Regions from separate parts of the Mus musculus genome. Here region 2 is linked to region 1. Evidence: chromatin contacts called from public Hi-C data. All regions are on one chromosome and are shown on one strand. Each heading gives the region's core, a stretch centred on a gene start, on an enhancer-like site or on the middle of the called end of the contact. The rest is flanking DNA. Distances are from core to core; before and after follow the strand shown.

Region 1 (6,534 bases), core at 1,860-4,359:
CAAAGTCAGGCTCGGTTATAGGTAATACCAAGGTCATTCACAAAGGATGGCCCACCGGGTGCTCCTACCTTGGCTGGTTATGTCAGGAAACGCCTGATCCAGTTATGTTAGAAGTCGCAGATTGCATGAATGACGTGGCTAGGATAAAGAAACAAAACAGACCCTTTTTTTTGAGCCCAGAAATTGAAATCCACTGGCATGTCTACCTTCCATCTGACATCCGACTGGTCCAGTCTCCAGCTGCTTACATCCCCTCTGGCACAAAATGAAGTCACTACAGAATCCCCTGAATGAAAAAGTGCTCAACACTTTCTTCCTAAAAGTTAGGTGTGTGTGTATGTGTATACGCATGCAGGACACACACACACACACACACACACCCTCTTACCATCTTGTTTGAGGTCAGGAAGTTACTGGACCACTCTGCTCTTACAGATGGAGCATGCTCTAGCACTAAATAAAATATCCATTATGTCCCAGTTATGTTATTTATTCATAACTGATGCTATGCCTGCCTTTAAAACAGAAGGCAAAGCTGTATAGTAGAGAGGCACTCATCTGTGGACTGTCCTTTATAAAGCTATCCTCTGAGCCATTTTTATTCTAGTGAGGACTTTTTTGTTTTTTGTTTTTGCAAGAGGTTAAGCCCTTGTGTGCCACCTACTCATTGAAGCTAGGATGTTATAAAGACAGCTTGGGTCTGCAGGGTCTGGACAGACAGACATTCCCAGATGTCCCCTCCATGTCACCCATCATTTTGTGGTCTGAGGACTGCTTTCCCTAAGCCTCACAGAGTGGCCTGTGGCAGAGCCAGTCAAAATGGGGACCCCCATGGTATAGGTTACATGCAAGTCCTGCTGGCATAGGGCACATCTCTGCTGGTAAAACTTGTATGGGGCGCTTGTCACTGCATGTTCTGGGGCTCCTGAGGTGGGGGAGGGGACGCTTGGTACTTTTGATGGTGTGAAAATGGGTTAATTATTCTCTAAAAGGGCTTCATTTAAAAGTAAAATTCTAACATTTTAATTTCCCCTCCTAATGAAGCACTACAAATTTGTTAATTAGGGCAATTGTTTGAGTGACAGGCATGTAACCGAGTTGTCATTTTCTCTTCACAGTTGACAGATCCTTTCAGACCTATGCTAAGGGTAAGAAGAGCTCCTTCTAGAACTGTTTGTGCAACCTCTGACTCTCTGCGGGTTAAAAACGCAAGTCAGTAGCAGGGACTGAGCTGGAGAGATGCCAGAGTGGATGTCAGTGGTAGCAGCTAACACTGCCTGGGTTTGCAGGCAGGGAGATGGGAAACGGCCTTTCGTTTTGGTTTTTTGTTTTTTGTTTTTCCTTTTTCCTTTTGAGTGCAGGAGGGAGCCGGGCCACTGGGTTTTTCATTAATACAACTGATAAGGGGCTAAAGAGATAGCTCTCAAGTTATGTGCACTTGCTGTTCTAGCCTAAGATCCAAGTTAGGTTCCCAGTGCCCATATTGGGTGGGTAATTACCTTCTGTAAGTCCAGCTTCAAGGGATCCAACGCCATCTTCTGGCCTTTGTAGGTACTGCACACACATACCCATACACAGGCAGGCACACACACACACAAATATAATTTATATATATATATATATATATATATATATATATACATATATACATATATACATATATACATATGTATATATATATATATAAATGTAATAGACAGACTAGGTTAGGTTGTTGTGAGACAAGGTCTTGTTCTTCCTCTGACTGGCTTTGAACTTGAGAGCCACCTGACTCATCCACCTTCCCCCTGCTCTGCTGGGATAATGGGCAAGGGAAAGAACAAGCCATAGGCTGGCTATAGTTAGTCTCTCTTGAGATAGTTTATTTTGCCCAGAGCACTCAATGCTAAGTGATATATACCTTCCTCATCCAAGCTGCCTCCCAGGAAAGTATGGGAAGGATCCTAGAAACATGGGTAGAATATTTCCGAGGTCCAGAGTCTGGCCAGGAGGTGACCTCTTGGTACTTCCTGACTTAGAAGCAGATGACAAGAGTCGAATGCTCCAGTTCCTGCTATTGACTGTTACATAATCCCTGTCTTAGGTATGTTTTTCTTTGCTATAACAGTACCTGACGAGCTTAAGGATGGGTGTGTTTTAACTCACAGTTCAAGGTTGTGGTACATCCTGGCAGGAAAATGTAGGTGGCAGGAACTTGAGGCAGTGGGTAAGAAGCAGAGAGAGATGGACTCTGGGACTCAAGCTTGCTCTCTGCTTTCCATTCATTATAAGACCCCATCCAGTGAATAGCCCTGTCCTTATTTAGAGTGGGTCCTCCCGCCACAGTTAGCCGAATCGACTAATCCTTCATAAGCTTGTCCAGAGGCTGACTTCATCTACATAATCTCTCGTGGGTTCGCCTGGCCTCTTGTCTCTTGGGTGATTCAGGGTCCTGCTAAACCCCATGCAGTATTAGCCATTACCACCCCCCTCTTCCCTGGCCTGAAACCAACGGCTGTGTTATTGGTGACTCTAAGCAACCCATCATTCCATTACATGAGAGCATCCCCAGTGTCAGACTTGGGTCTAAGTCAGAGGCAGCCTCTTGCTACAGAAGCTGGTGTTAGCTGCTGCAGAGTGGGGCAGGACTTTGTGGGGCAAGCACATGGAGATGCTGAGCAGAAAGGAAGCTCTGAGAGTTAGCCCCGTCCTCTGTGACACCACACAGATTGACACTTGCTCTTCAGAAGGCGGAAGAGAGACTTGATCCCTGCAGGAAGGAAGAAATCCGTTCTTCCTTTTCCTCCTCAGCTACTCATTTCTGCCTTTTCTCTTCTTTTAACTACAAGAGAATAAGGACACACGCACGCATGCACGCACACACGCTCACTAGTTCGTGGCTCTCAGTGCAACACGCAAGGTTGCCAGACTGCAGTAAGAATGTGACACATCTCTATGTAGCACTTCGAAGGCCCCTCTTCTTGTTTTGATTCGATCCACAGACATTCCCTAATTAGCTTTTCTGGACAGCTGATGTGCCTGTTAGCTTGACAGCATTTGTTAGGTAGGCCTGCCTGCTGGCACCGGAGAAGACAGGCTGCACAAAGAGAGAGTCGGGTCTTTGCCATATTGTCCTTGGCAGAGGACTGCTTTGTAAAGGAGCTGTTGTCTCAGACCCACATGGGACAGGGGGATGCGGGTTCTGACTCCCTCATGCCTTAACTTGGAAGAGCTGCTTCTGGAAGCATTTGGTTGGCACAGAGCTCTCCCGTTTTCATGAAAGGGAAGTCTCCATAGTGCAGAGCTGCAGGGAGCTTGGGGGCCAAGGAAAGGTGGGCTTTCTGGTGTATCCTCCGTCTGACCATGCGATTCTTTCTTATTCCAGAAACCAGGAAAGTGGTGCGCCATGCATGTGCATATCGCCTGGCAGATTTATCACCATCAACAAAAAGTCAAGGTGGGTGTGTGACTCTTCCTGTGCACAGCTGGGCGGGGCCGGGCTCACTCATGAGGGACTCAGTTTGTAGCCAAGGATGGCAGGCAGGAAGTATCAAAGGCTAGTCCATCTTCTTTTGTTCTTTTTTAAAAAAATTTATTAGTATTTATTTATGTGCAAGTCTGCATAGGACAAAAGGAGAGTGTCAGTTTGGCTGAAGCTGGAATTGCAGGCACTGGTGAGCTGCCCGATATGGGTGGTAGGAAGCACACTCAGGCCCTCTGCAAGAAGGAAAGCCATCAACACTGATCCCCGAGTGTTGTTTGCCTTTTTGTTGAGTTTGGAATGGAAAGGGTGTAAAAACTGGATTGGCTCATAAAATAAAAGCTTTTTGAAATCTATGTAGAACTCCTATAGTACAGACTAGACAAAACTGAAACCCAAGAAGAGCCAACAGGGAATGTTTTAAGGTTTGGGAGTTTTTTGTTTCTGTTTTACATTTTATTTCTGTATTCATTATTCATTGCTTTGTGTGTGTCTTTGTGTGTGCGATATCATATATATATAAGCAAGCATGCGTATGTGTATCAGAGGACAACTGTGCGTCTCAGGGAACAAACTTAGGTACTCAGACTTGGTGATGGATGTCTTTCCTAGCCAAGCTATCTTATCACTCCAGGTAGTTTTGATTTTTGTGCTTGTTTGTTTTTAACATAAAATTAAGGTGCTAGAGAGATGGCTCAGCAGTTAAGACTATTGACTGCTCCTGTGGAGGACCCAAGTTTAGTTCCCAGTACCCATATTAGGCAGCTTACAACTATTTGTAACCTCAGCTGCACCCTTGCAGTTTCCAAGGACGCCCCTGCATGGGCACACCCATATACACCCACTCAGACACAAATACACATACATTAGAAAGGTTTTTAAAGATACTTAAAAAGATACTTTTTCATATTATTAATTTGGAGAAGTGGTCATTTTTTACCCCACAAGAAGCTGAAGGTACTGAGCGCTCACTGGCCATGCGTATAGTAATTGACCACATTGAACCATCACTCTTCATCACATCAGTCCTTTGGGAGGCTAGAATATACTAGACCACTTTCTGGCCAGTTACTATGCCTGTCTATAGATGAGACCTTGTTCCAAAAAAAGGGAGGGGTCTGGCAAGATGGCCGAGTTAGGTAAAGGTAGGTACTTGCCACCAGGCCCGATGACCTGAGCCTGATCTTTAGCGCTTACACGATGGAAGGGGAGAGCCAACTTCTACAGGTTGTCCTCCAGTCTCTACATGCATTGATAGATGGACAGATGGATGTAATTCTTGGGGGTGGGGTGGGAGATGGGAAGGAGAGAGAAAGGGAGGAAGAGGAAAGAGAGAAAGGCTTATTGAACCCCGTGGAAGAGAGGCACTGTGTGAAGGGCTCTGTTCAGTGATTTAAAGGAAGGGGTGAACCTAAGCAATGATTCCAGCAGCTGATATGCCAGCACAGGTGGGGGCAGTCTCAGAGCCCCTCCCCCCATGAAGAGCTTTACGCAGTCAGTGAATTCCTGAGAGAGGGAGAATCAGTCTAGGTTGAGGCCCCTGATTGGTTATCCAATACTAGGTAAGCAATCCTGAAAATATACATGCAAGCAATACTGGATGGCCTCAGCAGGTTGCACTTGTAATGTATATTAATGTGTAGGTGTACATATAACAATAAGAACTTACAAAAAACAAGAGGGTGAGATGACTTGGCAGGTATTTGCTGCCAACCCCAAGTACATGAGTTCGATTCCCAGACCCGCATGATGGAAAGCAAGAACAAGCCTTAAAATTATCCTCTGCTTTTGACCTGCACAGTGGCGCAAGTGAGCACAAACATGGATGGATGGATAGATGGGTAGATAGATAGACAGACAGACAGACAGACAGACAGACAGATGGACAGATGCTAACAAAAGAGCGTGTTCACCTCCTTGAGTAGCTAAGGCATCCCTTCGTTTCCCCGGCACCTGCTCTCACTCACACCCCACCAGTGAGTCTTGCTCACTTTTACCTTATTACCAGGCAAGGCATAATTAGAGCCCTCCTAGTTGAGCTCAGCTAGAAAATGGGTGCAGTTTGAGGAGCTAACTAGGTTTCCACGATGACTTCCATTCACTCTGGTCCTGGGTGACGGGTTGTATAGCAGCAGGTAAGCCTCATCGTCTTCCGTTTAACTTCCTGAGCCTAAAGGGATGAAGGATGACAAGGAGGCCGCTCTCTTAGCGACTTCTGTTCCATGAAGATGCCCCTGGTGACTTGGCTTTCATTATCCCAATTCAATTAGCTAGGCCTCTCGAACACAGGGTGACTCGGTTATCTTCCTCTCCCGGCGAATGTTTCCTAATCCCCAAGCCCCGTTCTGCCTGCTGGACCTTATTTGCTCTTAATGAGTCCACACCATCTACCATGCGATATTAGCACTAAATAATTTGGCAACTCAATTAAAGGAGGTGCTTCGGAGATTTTTATAGATTCACAGAGAATTAGAAGCTTGGTTTGGGGGTTTGGCTGCTCGTCGAGAGTGGGGCTTTCATTATGGTATTCCCCACAGACTGGAGCAGAAATTGCATCTCTGTCCCTCGCTCCTGAGTGTACATTTACTCATTCTCTTAGCCACTTCTGGGTTACTTGTGGAGACCTGAGGCCTACAGGCTCAGGGCACCGATCTTCCTGTTACCGTAAGCATTCGGTAGTGAGACCCACTGGGTGTGTGTGATCTGTCTATTTAAATAAAAGGTAGTGGACTGGGGAGATGGCTCAGTTAGTAAAGCGCTTGCTTTAAAAGCTTGGCAACCTGAGTTCAACTCCCAGAGACCACCAAGAACACTGGTCACAGTGGCTTTCACTCACAGCTCCGGAGTAGAGGGAGTGAAAACAGATGGACCCTTTGGGCTTGTAGCCAGTCGGCCTAGCCTGGTGAGCTCTAGGTTCTTCATAGACAACGGATAGATAATCAACCACACTAAAAAGATGTCCTCTGTTCTCCAATGTCACATGCATACTCGTGTGCACACGCTCATGCGATGGTAAAGGTTCCATGTGTTTTCCTCAGGTGCATGGCCAAGTTTCACCTTCAAAGAGTGGGTTG
Region 2 (6,534 bases), core at 2,624-5,123, 660 kb before region 1:
AATACCTCACCTGGCCTTTGCTTTTCTCTTCCTCCTCCTCCTCTTCCTCTTCCTCTCCCTCCTCTTCCTTTTCCTCTTCCTCCTCCTTCTCCTCTTCTTCTTCTTCCTCCTCCTCCTCCTCCTCTTTCAATATGTAGTTGTGTTTATGTACTTGCATGCAGTGTTACATGTGTTCAGGTATGTATAAAGATGGGTGTCTAGCCCCAAAGTTAAGTCCAATGTCTTCCTTGGTCATTCTCCAAGTTTATTTTTGAAGTAAGTTCGTTCACTGAAGCCAGACCTCAGTGGTTATAAAACCTGGCTAGCCATCTTCTCCAGGAGTCTTATCTCTACCTCTTTCATGGTCTTCCATGCCCATCCAACTTTTTAATGTCCGTTATCAATAGCTAAAGTCTTGTTTGCTTACTTATAGATAGGTATCTAAGTGGGTTAGAGAACTTTCCCTTTATGTATCCTACAGTTTAAAATCTTCTAGTCAGTTCATTGTGTGTTTCATGTGAGTGTAATTCAAGGGAGAACTGATTGTTTAAGGTATTGATTTTCCCTAATTCAGTGTGATAATTTATTTACTCTTTATCCAGTGCTTGCCAAGTGCCAAATCCATTCTTGTCAGACACTGAGAAGCAACGCTCATCTCTTCTTTTAAGGAGCTCCCAATACAGTCTTTAAGTGAATCCTGAAGAAATCAGTTGCAATGCCAGCAAAGGAATGCTTCAATAACAGTGCAGATGAACTTGATAGCAAGAGTTGCTAGCACTCAGGCAAAGAGCTGAAGGTGTCTTCTTCCATGTCAGTTATGTTTATGTGGGCTGCCAGTAGAAGGATGGCTGAGATTTAGGGTGGGTCTTTTCACCTAAATTGATTCAGTCAAGAAAGTCCCTGACCCGAGTGCCCAGCTTCTTGGGTTGTATCTGACAACCAAGATGAGGCATCATTAGGAGGTGTTCCTTAGGGGCTACTCACCTTGCCTTTTGGAGTAGGGTTTCACTGGGAATAGTGCTGTCCTAATTAGCCCAGGCAGGCTGGTCAGGAAGCCCACGGGATCATCTTGTGTTCCTTTCCCCTGTGTTAGATGAGGAGCATTCAGCACCCTGCTTAACTTCCTGTGGGTGCTAGAGATTGAGCTCAGGTTCTCATGCTTGCAAGGCAAGCACTGTCCCAGCCCTAAAAAGGTGAGTTTTAAAACAGCCCATTACAGATGTGCTTTCTTGAACTCGAACACAATACGCGTATGTTCAAAATAAACTACATATTTAAAAAACAAAAGAAAAGAAAAGAAACCTAAGATTTCACTGACCTTTGAGGACAGCTTGGTACAGCGATCTGTCTGTGTTTAAATTTCTCTGTCACCGCTTGCTGCAGAGAACAGTTTAGGACAGGCAAATATCAAGCCGTGGTCACATATTCCATGGGGTAGTGGAACAGAGTGAGCTTGTATCTGAAGCAGCTGCAGTCACCTCTGAGCCTTTCTCTGTCATCCCACCTGGAAGGTAGCAATCACTGGTTATTGTGCACAATTAAAAGGATGATTATATCCATTTTCTGAAGCTAGTTATCCAGGTAGCCCTTTTCAGTGACCTGTGAGAAGGTATGGTATCCCCATTCACCTTTCTAAGCTGTACAAGAAATGGGATATATAAATTAGCTTCCTCTGGTGATGAAACTGCAGTTCTCCGCGAAAGAAAAACAGGTTCGTAGCACCATCTACAGGCTACTGAAGAGGAAAACTTCTGCTTAGCTCCTAGATTCAAAGACTGGTGGAGAGGGGCATAGAAAGAAGAAAACCACACTGTCTCTCTTAAATGTATTAACTGTAAATGTTGTCATGTGTATTTTTCTTTTTGTTACCCCCTATGCATATGTCTCTCTGTGTCTGAGGTTAAAATGCTGATCTAGTAGGGTCTATGTTTTTCATTAGCATCTGGGGGTTTATTCTTGTTTGTAGATTTCCCCCCCTTACATTCATCCTGTCAATATGGAGTTAGTTCAGTCCGCAGCAGGTTCCTCCTAACTATGTTATGTTATGAGACCCAAGGAATGAAGCCAGCCACCCGTGTACCTTATATCTCTGCTCCTCGTGTACTCAAAGAATGCGTTGTATCATCTATATCCTTTTTTCAGGGAAAAGTAAATACAGACAGTTTTGGTTGCTTTTATGTGTGCTTATTTGCTATTTACCTTTAAAAAAAACAAAAAACAAAAAAAGCTCTATCAGGCAGGCATCAGAGTCAGTGTGATTCCCGAGTCTGTCCTCAAGGTTGTATGATTTTGTAGTCAATGGCCCAGGGCTTGAATAATTTTCAACATGAAAGGATCTGGAAAACTTGTCTTTTAGATGTTAACAGGGAAAGTTTTGCATTTTTTTGCTGTTTTTTTGGGTCTGTCTGTAAGTGTATGCCATGTGCATGCAGTTGCTCTTAGAGTCCAGAAGAGGGCGTCAGATCCTGTGGCGCTGGATTAGTGATGTTGTTGGGAGGGGCTCCATACAGGTCCTGTTGAGCAGACTTCGTACCCAGGGTGTTTGCAAGAGCAGCAAGTACAGCAATTGTCTGCAACCACCCAGCCATTTCTCTAACCCGGAAGTAATATTCTAATATCCAGGGATGTGAGTCAGTTTGTCTTTTTTGTTTATTTCTTTTGTTGACAGTAAGCTAGCCATGTTATTTTTGTCAACCTAGGATATATTCTTGGATTCTTTCAAGGACGGTGTTATACAATGTTTGTGCTACTGTTCCAAATAGCCTCTGAGAGGCTCCACCCAGCAGCTGACTCGGACAGACAGACACTCACAGCCAAACAGTTGATGGAGCTCTGGGACTCTTGTGGCAGAATAGGAGGAGGGATAGCTAGCCGCAAAGAGAAGAGAGACTCCAGAGGAGGATCAACAGAGTCAAGAAACCTGAACCCTTGGGGCTCTCAGTGTCTGAACTACCAACCAAAAAACATGCACATAGGTAGCAGATTACAGTTTGGTTTTCATATGGGTCCTGAATAACTGGAGGGGGGCTATCCCAAAAGCTGTTGCCTATACATGAGATGTGTTCTTCTAGCTGGGCTGCCTTGTCTGGCCTCAGTAGGAGAGGATGCACTTAGCCCCTCCAAGACTTGAAAGGTCGGGGGATACCAAGTGGGTCCACACCTGCTCAGAGGAGGAGGGGAGAGGGTGGAGGAATGATCATGGAAGGGGGTAACTGGTAAGGGGGCAGTAAGCATGATGTAAAGGAAATAAGTAAAAAAAAAAGAAGATGATGAAGAAAGAAAGAAAGAAAGAAAGAAAGAAAAAGAAAGAAAAGGAAAGGAACAAAGAATTTATTTAAAGAACCTTTGTGGGTTGACTTAGTAAATAATACACCCTCTTGTCAACTGACGCTTTATTCTTTTGTAATTTAATAACTTGTTACAGTTTTTGGAACACTGGAGAAATCAAGTCTTCAATAAATCATTCAATAGTACATGAGTCTTCCTCACAAATATTGAGCATACATTTTTAAAAAGTGTAGAATTTTACCCCCAAAATGTCATATTTAGAACTAAGAAGCCTAGAGTCACTACATAGTATAAAAAAAGAAAGCATGGTAAATGGCTTCAGAGTTCTTATAGCTCAGTTACTCTTGGATTATGCTAATTGAAAAGTTATAAAATGGTATTAAAAAAATAACGCGTGAAGAATTATGCATGAAACACTAGGGCATTTTTCTGAAGGAGAAAAGAAAGCAGTCATTCTCACACCAGCAGAGGTTCAACACAAGGTTCTGGCTGGAAATTCCACGGCTCCTATTTCTCCCTGTTTTTCTTGCACCAGATGGCACTGTTTAGTTCTCTTTTGCAGCCTTGTTCTGGAACTTTCTGTGGGAGAATCTGTTTCAGTCCAGGCTCACCAGTGACACCTCCTATATCCCACATGAGGCCTTTGTGGATGCTTGAGAGAGGCCTTGACTCATGTGTAGCTGTGTCTCGCAGGACCCACGGCAAGCTTGTTAGCAGATCTGAATAAATCCACGGATGGATGGGAGCCTGAATTTTCCTCCCAGAGTTCAGCGGCTGTTTTGATTCCAGACGTCTTACAGTGGTGTGGTTTTTCAGAGTCTTTGCAGGCGGCTCTTATTATCTGATGCATCTTAGATGTATTATATGAGTAAAAGTGTGTCTGTAGTCATACAGACACAATCTTTTTTTATGAAGTCTCTTGGAGCTCTTAAAATGCTCTTTGACATTCGGTAGGACTTCTGTTCCACAGCATCATTGAGTTATATTAGCTTCAGATATTAAAACTCAAAGAACGTTTTGTGCCATTTCTATTTATTCCTAGGGCTGGTTTATAAAGAAATTACTGCAGACCTTTGATGTCACTGTGTCTGAGGCTAGCTGTTCTATCTCCTCCTTGCTACTGCTGTCAGTACAGTATGCCTTCAGGAAAGCAGCCTCAGCTCACTCCTTAATAAGAATGCCAGTATCGCACTGTGGTCCCTCCCCTTCCTGATTCTTTATAAGCATATTATTTTGAGGTGTTTTTTCTTTTTAGACTTTATTAAATGCTGATGAATGTTTTTGCTCGTCTGTATGTCTGACTCCACTAGGTCTGAACGGGTCAGAAGAGGGCATTGACTTCCCTGGAAATGGAGTTTCACTTGGTTGTGAGCCTCCATGTAGGTGTTGAGAATTGAACTTGGGTCCTTTGTAAGAATCCGTACTCTAACCTCCTGAGCCATCTCTCCCACTCCTATTTTACTTATTTTAGTGTGTGTGTGTGTGTGCGCGCGCTGCACGCATGTGTGCATGTGTAGATAGGTAGGTGTGTGTATGTATGAGTACAAATGTCTGCATAACACAGAAGACAATATTAATTTCCCATGGAGCTAGAGTTACAGGTAGTTGTGAGTTGCCTAGTGTGTGCACTATGAAACTCTGGTCCTCTGCAAGAGCAGCAAATGCCCTCAACCACTGAGACATGTCCTGGTCCCCACTTCTTTTCTACAACTCTTTTAATTTAATTTAATTGTGCTTAATTTTGAGATCAGGTCTCATGTAGCTTTGACCTGCAGTCTGTAGCTGAAGCTGACCTTTAGCTTTTGACACCCCCCCCGCCCCCCCCCCATCTCAGTGCTTGGATTACAGCTGTGTACCAGCACACCTGACCTCGTTTTGTGACTAATATACATGCCTGGAGCATCATCGTGTGATGCTCTCATGAATGATGCTCCCATGAAAGCTGCTTTCCCTTTCCTGTTGTTTCTCAGAAACAGTGGATTGTTGACACTCACTGATATTCCTGTAAATGCAACACTTTTTTTTCTCCTTCATCCTGAGTTTAGCACTGATTGCTGCTGTCCTTCGGTATTTCCTTGTTCTGGGTGTTCTTGGTTTTTGTTTTGTTTTGTTTGGTTGGTTCGTTGGCTTTGGAGTTCTACGATTTAGAGGTGGGAATAGAAAAAGAACACGTTCTGAACTGGGGTTTTAAATGCCTCTCCAGGGTGTGGGTCTTGGTGTACTTAAATTCAAAGGGTGCATTTCTGGTGCCTTCCTCTTGCCCTCCTATTTTTTCTCTCCCTTACAACCCCTCTTCCTTGTGGAAATGGCATGTGTTTGGTTTCTAGGGTTCTGGCCCTTCAGACTGAGCCACTGCTGTCTGTAGACGCACGCAGGAGACAGACTGCTTCCATAAATCAAACCCTGGATTTTATTAGAGTGTTTATGTAACCTCAGTTTATGTGCTATAATTCTTTGCTCTTGCCTCAAGTAATTCCCAAAGAGGTTGTTTGCTCTTTTCCCTATAAACATTCTGGTATTCACCTTTTGTTTTGATATTCTCCCCTCCCTGCTCTTCTCTGCCTTTAGGGTGGGGTAGGCACATCACTAATATATGGTGGCTTTGAACCGAGGAAGCCTTTGCTATGCATGGCTGCCTCTGCCTTCCCTATGCTTTCCCTTCATAACATGTTGGTCCAGTCAGATGGACTGCTGAGAGGGGATATTCTGAGTGAGGACTTAGGGTGAAATTGACTTTTAATGGAAGAAAATACCAGGTTGTGTTGACCAGATACAACTGTGCTCCATATCAACAACTTATGTAGAGAGAATGGTTGTCTGTTGGAAATGAAGACAATTTGACTCACACACAGTATATTTTTCAGAAATGGCTATATACTTTCCTTTTCCCAGTTCCTTGTTTGAGTCTTATATTGGGCCAGGGGATGACCCATGTAGCTGAGGAAAATGTGACTAGTCCAGATCACCCACAGTAGAATTGTATAGCACCAAGTTATGGCGTTACCAGTTAATGCATGGGTGGTGCTGTAGATAGTCACATGTATCCCATATTTCTGGTTTAAAGAAGGTCGAGAACCAGGGAGAAGTTTCTAAAGGACATACACACACAGCACCATCTCCTTTCACTTAATAATGTAAACGTTGGATGTAAAGCTTAGAACTGTGTTATTCAATGCTGTAGCCTCCAGCCACAGATAGCTTCTGAGAAGCAGAAATATGGCTCTCTGAGATGTGTAACAATACAGTACAAGAGGATTTGCATCTCAA

Evidence for each region. Hi-C and Micro-C count contacts between places; a contact is called where the count stands out from the background.
Region 2: a Hi-C map of cortical neurons shows a contact between it and region 1, with 2.5 times the contacts expected there. The contact joins two enhancer-like sites. A contact is called at or near these places in 3 of 484 Hi-C or Micro-C datasets (cortical neurons, embryonic stem cells and muscle stem cells) and 1 of 115 datasets of contacts at active chromatin or transcription factors (embryonic basal ganglia).

What each region holds. Positions count from the first base shown.
Region 1 is chr5:131,454,741-131,461,274 of GRCm38.p6, reverse strand. Auts2 (autism susceptibility candidate 2) reads left to right here. Exons shown (of 20, transcript NM_001363480.1): 14 at 1,119-1,148; 15 at 3,365-3,436. Among named protein-coding and RNA genes, the nearest start is that of Gm29681, 43 kb to the right of the region's middle. Within about 2 kb of position 3,109, at least 17 of the 459 cell types and tissues checked have an H3K27ac peak or open chromatin away from gene starts, as enhancers often do. A contact at or near this core is called in cortical neurons, where this site is marked.
Region 2 is chr5:132,110,995-132,117,528 of GRCm38.p6, reverse strand. The region is part of intron 2 of Auts2 (autism susceptibility candidate 2); the gene reads left to right. Among named protein-coding and RNA genes, the nearest start is that of 4930563F08Rik, 230 kb to the right of the region's middle. Within about 2 kb of position 3,873, at least 12 of the 459 cell types and tissues checked have an H3K27ac peak or open chromatin away from gene starts, as enhancers often do. A contact at or near this core is called in cortical neurons, where this site is marked.